2 separate regions of the Drosophila melanogaster genome follow, and region 2 is linked to region 1. Evidence: chromatin contacts called from public Hi-C data. All regions are on one chromosome and are shown on one strand. The core of a region is the stretch at or near the end of the contact, and the rest is flanking DNA. Distances in the headings are between cores, read along the strand shown.

The links. Hi-C and Micro-C count contacts between places; a contact is called where the count stands out from the background.
Region 2: a Hi-C map of the OSC cell line shows a contact between it and region 1, with 6 times the contacts expected there. The contact joins the promoter of tho2 here to the promoter of AP-2alpha in region 1. A contact is called at or near these places in 14 of 107 Hi-C or Micro-C datasets (the Kc167 cell line, the OSC cell line, embryo and 5 more).

The regions. Positions count from the first base shown.
Region 1 is chr2L:412,831-416,629 of dm6, forward strand. AP-2alpha (Adaptor Protein complex 2, alpha subunit) reads right to left here and starts at 1,947. Exons shown (of 9, transcript NM_057471.6): 1 at 1,613-1,947; 2 at 566-824. The coding sequence starts at 629. ebi reads left to right here and starts at 2,237. Exons shown (of 3, transcript NM_057981.4): 1 at 2,237-2,616; 2 at 2,682-3,799. The coding sequence starts at 2,559.
Region 2 is chr2L:2,143,710-2,147,065 of dm6, forward strand. tho2 (tho2,) reads right to left here and starts at 1,478. Exons shown (of 15, transcript NM_164454.2): 1 at 1,096-1,478; 2 at 748-916; 3 at 410-657; 4 at 211-344; 5 at 1-140. The coding sequence starts at 1,322. CG11723 reads right to left here. Exons shown (of 2, transcript NM_001272977.1): 1 at 3,177-3,356; 2 at 1,588-3,104. The coding sequence starts at 3,315. The coding sequence ends at 2,191.

The sequences.
Region 1 (3,799 bases), core at 697-3,196:
GATTTTCTCCGATTCACATAGGCGTCAATTAGTACCAGTCACCGATCCGCAGCGGAACCTCTGCTCTCCTATATGTTGTCCACAAACCAGAAACTAGTAACCGAGCATACAGCAAACAACGAGCTGTGATAATAATACCATACAGTGAAGCGTCGGACTCTTGCGCACACACATATGCACGCTTCGAAGTACTACAGTAAGTCATCAAACTATCAAAATTGTAAGTATTTATTAATACTGAGAGGCAACCGATTCACATTGATATAACTATTTGCTGTGTTGTACCCATATATATAACTATATATATAACTTTCTCATATCTTTCTAATGTAACGACTACGAAAACATTTACATAGGAATGGAGAAGAAAAGTAGCCAATATTTTGTAATTCATCTGGCAGAGAGCTTACTGTTCCTGCGTTTTTGTACCGCCCCACGTTTTTGTCAGTGCGCTGCTCCTGGTAATTGATCAAGTAATGGCGCTGATTCCGCCCCTATGGAAAATCTCTTGTTGCGACCCGCTCAATTGGATTTAATGCTGGTTACCCAAGAGATCTGCACTTACAGTTCCTTATATCCGATATAAAGACGGCCAGGCCTCTCATGCCATCCCCCCGCACCGGCGCCATGGTAGTTAGCTTGTTAATTTTCGCTGGTTTTATGCAAACTGGGGGCGCAAGAAAATCGTCAATGGATGGCGGCCGAGTCTCGAGGCGTTCTTATCGCTCGAACTCGACGTCGGACCCTAAGATATATAGTTGCTCTCCGCTCTGGTTCTGCAAAGCTCTTTTTACTTCGATTGGATCTCGGCCGTTCCTTGGGACCTGAAAGGGGAAACGATACTCTATTTATTGTGGGTTGTGGGAATGGGAAAACTTAGTATTATGATTACGTTTTAGTATTTGTGTTAACAAACGTATATTATTCAAACAAAAGGTATTTTGGATAACAATTTGTATTTAGCCAGGGAGTAGCTTATTGTGCATGCCAACACATTGATACAGCTTCTATTTTGAAAGTCCGTATTGCAGTTTTACTTTTGATAACGAAAACGCCACAAAATATGTATGCACCACACATTTCACTGAGCATCAAGCGCTGATAACGATTTATATGTATAAAAAATCCAATGTTTAATAAACTCAGAACTTTTAAACGGTAAATAGTGGACTACGTGATTGATTTTCCGGCCAGTGCACCCAATGGCTGGCGAACTTTGACATTTTCTGGTGGAAGTAGAGTGTACCCCCGCATTTTTGGCAACCGATTTATTTTCAACTTGGCAGCGTTTTGCCCGTTGATAAAGATTCTGTGACCTCGCTCGCCCACTTTTTATCGCCTGGCGAAGTCGATGTGCACTTGGGCATTATTATTTGGATTTGCGCGACCACCGGCTTTTGTTTCTGTAGTATACTTTTTACTTTGCTTTCCGTTTCGTTTTATTTTCTGTTTTTCACTGCGCTCTTCGGTTCTCTTCTTTCTTTGCTTTCATGTCACGTCACTTTTTTCACCGCTGGATGACGAGGGCGTTTTGCCCAAAAAAAAAAGCACCGAAGAAGCCTCCAAAAACATTAATGGGCGTATGTTAGCTGTTCTTTTTTTTTGAGCTTACTTTTCCGATTTTTTTTACTCGCCAGCGGACAAAATCGGTTAGCGTTGCGGAATTTCTGTGGCGGAGCAGAGAGAGTAATCTCTGACTTCTGAAGTTGGCTTCGCTTGGAATCGGAATCCGGGGTGTTGGCTGCGGAATGTTTGACCCTGCGTGTTGCACTTTATGGAACTCCAACTCGCTGGAGCTTCGCCTCGCTGATTTGCCGCTAATTTGTTTGTTAACTATTACCAAGTGCAGGGCAATTCACTAAAATGAAAATTTCTATTGATTTTTCTTCGCTCTCGCTGCCTAAGAGTGGAGCCATCTAGCGGGCGCGGGTGGAACGATTGGTGTGACCAGTAGAGCGTTGGGTTGAAATACAATGATTACTTCGAGGGATGGGTACACAGGGATGGACGAAGAGAGACGACAATTCGCTTTAAGAATTTTTTACCTTTTGCTCCAAGCAGAAATCCAAAAATATCTTCTTAATTGTTTTTATGGCTAATAAATTTCCGTTCTATCCTTTAAGGTAACGCTTGGTGCAATACAAAAATATGACTCAAATTTGATTAAGTTGTTGTCAAAACTTGTGACGTCACAAAACACAAGGCTGCGCAACCTCTCGCAGCGCACACCTTGAGATTACTCCGCCATTTTTTTGCGCGTTTCAGAAACGCGTTTTCGATCCCTCGGTTTTATTTGTGGAAAAAATATGTGAAGTGCTCTTGCGGCAAGCAGCAAACTGGCAGAATTGAAAACACAGGACCGACCAGATCGATCCAAGTACCAGGAGTAGCACCGGATACCGTGGCTTGCGCCGAAGTGATAAGCGTGCCGAATGCAGACGCATGTGTTACGCAGCACAGTTCCGATTTTCGCACCGTAAAAACATAATTGGCATTGGAGATAGGAGTGGATTTTGGAGTGCGCTAGTAGTAGGAGAAGGAGCCAACCGCGTTCCGTCATGAGTTTTTCCAGCGACGAGGTGAACTTTCTGGTTTACCGATACCTGCAGGAGTCGGGTGAGTAAAACCCTCCAATCGCAAGATAACAGCCCGCCCTAATCTCATGCAATCCCGTTTTCTAGGCTTTCTGCACTCGGCCTACGTGTTTGGCATTGAGTCACACATCTCGCAAAGTAATATCAATGGCGCATTGGTTCCACCTGCCGCTTTGCTCACCATCCTGCAGAAGGGTCTTCTGTACACTGAAGTGGAGTGGAGCGTAGGCGAAGACGGCGAGGTGGCGCGACCCATTGAAGGACTCTCTCTAATAGACGCTGTCATGCCGGAGGTGAAGCCACTCAAGCCCATTGTGAAAACAGAGCCGGGAAAACCCGGGGCAGTCGACTCTTCTGCCCCTGCCGGTGGCAACCAGAACAACAATGCCAAGCCTGAGATAAAAATAGAACCGGGTACCGGAGTGGCGGGCTCAGCAGGTGGAAACAAAATTGCTGGCAGCACCACGGGCACAAGCACACCAACCGATCAGTCGGCAAGCGAGGTAGACTCCAGTGGAAATGCGGCAAATAATGCTGGCGGCACATACGCCGGAAACAATGGAGCTGGAGGGAACCAGGCCAGTACTGGAGGATCTAATAGCACAAGCACACCAGCTGGTGGAGATTTGGCAGCACCTGGGGCAAGTCAAAAGAAATCCCAGAACTCGAATGAAGCGGGAAGCTCATCTAGTGGCAATGCAGGCAATGCAAATGCTACCAGTACCGATGATGCAGCCTCCTCAACATCCACAAATGGCAATAGCAGCACTTCCAGCAGCGTAGAACAACCTACAAGCGGGCTGACGCCCGCTGGTGGAACTGTATCAACCTCCAATCCGGACGCAGCAGCATCGGGCGGAGCTTCGACTGCAACAGGATCAAAGGCGCCAAGTGGAGCGGTTACGATTCGCGTAGGAGCCCAAGGAAACAACGTGCAGTCTGGTTCGTCCAATGCTCAAAGCTCTGCTCCCAGTGGAACCATCTCCTCGTCTACCAGCGGAGGTGCTGGGACTCCCGCAGCTCTTGTTCCCATGGACATTGACGAGAACATCGAAATACCCGAATCCAAGGCTCGTGTATTACGCGGCCACGAAAGCGAGGTGTTTATCTGCGCATGGAATCCTAGCCGGGATTTACTGGCAAGCGGTTCGGGAGACAGCACTGCTAGGATATGGGACATGTCCGATGCAAACACTAACTCCAAC
Region 2 (3,356 bases), core at 228-2,727, 1.7 Mb after region 1:
GCCGAGGACTTCGCAAATAATGGCACCAGTGGGCATGTAGCTGCGCAGCAGGGGTATGAACAAGTTCCATCGATCCGGACGAGTTTCAAAGGACTCGATAATAATGTCCAGCACACGATTAGGATCCAGATTGAAGCAGCCTGCAATTCAATTAACAATTAATGCAGTCGGTTTGACTGTGTTTCCTCATAGCTATCAAAACTATCTTACCTATAAGGGATTTTATGATATCCATTATGCTCTCTGGAGTGGTGTTCTCGTCGAACTCCTGGTTTAGCTCTGTGATAAGCTTGGCAAACCCTTCACTCTCCTCGCGGAAAAGGTTAAACCGACGCTGCTTGTAGCTTAAAGGGAAAGTAGAGATTATATATTTTATTAACCTCAAATCGCTTTTACTATATGTACGTACTATAGCTTGGTTTTGACCTTGATGAACTTAGAGTAAAAGCTCTTGTTCTTGACGATTCCCGCCTCCTGCAACGTATCGATTTCCAAACGTTCTTTCAAAAGACTTTCTGGAATCACCCTGTCCAAGTCTTTAACAAGTTGCACAAAGGCATGTCGTTCTTCCTGAAGTCCATCGGTTATAAGGGAGGTTTCGCTGTCCAGAATGTTAACCACGTCCACTATAAGGCTGGGAAAGTCCGCATGGAGGGCCTGCAACATAGGAAAACGTTATATATAGCGACAATTGTTAAGAAGTAAATGCCTTATAAATCTTTCTTTACAACAACAAATTCAACTCACCACGACTTCCAGGAGCAGGTGGAGTACTATGTCTTTTTTGTGAGTGAAGCGCAGAGTCTGCCAAAGAAGCTGGTATATGGCATTGGAGATGCCCTGCTTAAAGACGCCGTTCTTGTCGTAAACGGGCGTATCCGCCGCATCCTGCAACTGATGCTTGAGGTACTTCAGGCTAGAAGTAAACGTGTAATTTAGCTAGGGAACGAGGAACAGTCAGTCCAAACAGTCGATCCAGCAGCAAGACACAAACTGACGACAGCCACTGTACTGCGAGTGCGAGTGTTTGGGCGCGTGTGCATATATCTCTGGCTGCGTTTGCATCGGTGTCGGAGCGTGGTACCACACACGTACAATTCACTGCGTCCGGATTTGTCCAAGTGCTTGAAGACCTCCGGATTGAGTGTGCCTGGCTGATTGCCGCCGGCTCCGCTACTGGCGGCTGCTCCGTTCGTGTCCGACGATGCGGAGGTCCGATTATCCGCCGTCGCCGCCGCATCGCCGCCACCAACGCCATCCTGCGCTCCCGTAACGCTCTTCAGCTTTTTCAGCCGGCGCAACCGGTCTGTGGATCTCTGCATCCTCGGATCAGGTGGTACACGCGGGCGCTTTGCTGCGGGGGCTGAATTCTGCTCCCGAATCGATTAGATCGTTGTACTTGTCGAAATATTTGACAAATTTTCACACTTTTTTTTAGTTAGTTCCGCCAGTGTGACCGTACTGCTGCCTAACTAAATACCATTCGCCGAAACGAAAACGTCCGACTGCCAAATGCCAAGTTACTTTTTTTCTGGAACGTTAGACAAGGAACATAAACTAGCAAATAATCTTGAATTGTTATTATTTATATATATATAGATATATATTATTATATATAAATTATGCACCGGACGTCAATTTTCATTACAATTGAACTGAGATTGTTTTCGACCAAGTTGCCTCTTTTATTTGTTTTATTTATGGTTGACATTTCGTAGTGGAACATCGGGAAATGAAACCGAATCGATTTTAGGATTATCTCACCTTAAAATCATTGGACCTTTTTTAAATCGTATGCACATATTTATTACGTGTCTATTCGAAAACAGAATCTTAAATCAATTCAAATCCATTAAAATTCCTTCCAGATGACATCCCAATGATAAGCTAAACCTTAAAATTTAATCAGCATCAGCTGTTATTTTGTTTGTATATTCCATTTCGTGTAAATTGCTTTAAAACAGCCCGCGAATGGCATACCCGGAGTCAAAATGGTTAAATTATTGGACAATACAAATCAATATTTTACAAGCAATTCAGCGTGTGGATAATGGTCTTATGATAGGCATTTTGCCAAACAACTACTCATGTATGAGTAGGGTTTCATCTAAGACTTGTAACAATATGAAAGGAATACTCCTTAGAGAATTATTGGTGAATGTAAAATCGTAAAAATTTGGTATGAAGTCTTCATAGCAGAGGCTCATTCTCTATCTTGACATCGCACTCAACCATGGAGCTGTCGACATAGTCAAACGAAGTTGGTGTTTTTCGGCTACTGATTTGGTAGCTGGAATTGGATAGATGGTACTGGGATTTCTCCAGCTGAGTGGCAAAACTGGAATTCGGGGCTGGTGTTAGTTTGGGCATGCTGCGCTCTAGAACGTCTTCGGGTCCCGCCGCCGCGAGCATGTGCTGATCCTCCTCCCTGAGTTCCACCAGAACGCGCGCCATCTCCATTCGAAACTTAAGATTGCTAATGGCTGACAGAGACTTTACGTGCGGCATCATGCTCATCAAGAAACTCAAGTCCGAATCGTTCTTTAGATCGGGTTCAGTGGTAGACTTTGACGCCTGGCTGGCGTATCCATTCAATAAGGGGACATCGTTAGACGGCGAAGTTTTCCTCCGACGTCCTCTCTTCGAAGGCGGGGGTGGACGTGGCAGGAATTGTTGGTGGCGCGGCAAGTGTATGGGCAATGTGGGCGATAGATCCTGATCGGAACGATGGGCGCCCGAGGATGAAGAATCCAAAGGCTTGATCAGCGAGCCTTTATCCGAGCCAGAGTCCTGGGGCACTGACGGCTCCCGCTTAAATATGTCCTCGATGATTTCAAAGTCAACAGAGTCATCATTGTCCAAATCCAAATCGATAGCGAAGTCAACCAGTCGGGTGGGCTCGAAGACTTCCGGCTGCTCGGTGTTCATCACGAAGGGCTCTGGTGGAAAGGGCACCAGGCCCTCCGGATCGAAGATTTGGCGCATGAACTCCAGTGAGCGAAAGTATGGCCAGTGGGACATCTCGATTCGTTTCTGCTGTATCTTGCGCACCTCTGCCCGGTAGCTGTCCCGCATTCCCTTGAAACGTTTCTTGCAGATCGAGACTGCAAAATGACCAGGTGTTATTTATAGGTTTCCTAGGCATATAAAACCCTCCTCGTTTATCCGCCACTCACCATCCTGCTGCATTATCTGCGCGACACTCGCCCACTGGAGAGCTGCGTCCTGGTTGCGGTACGAAATGGACATGTTTGTGTCCCACAGGCACCGCCGCTTGGACACCTCCTGTATGAGACGGTAGTTATCTGATTTCATGGCGCAGTGGACCAGAAATTGCGGTTTGTCCACAAATGCAA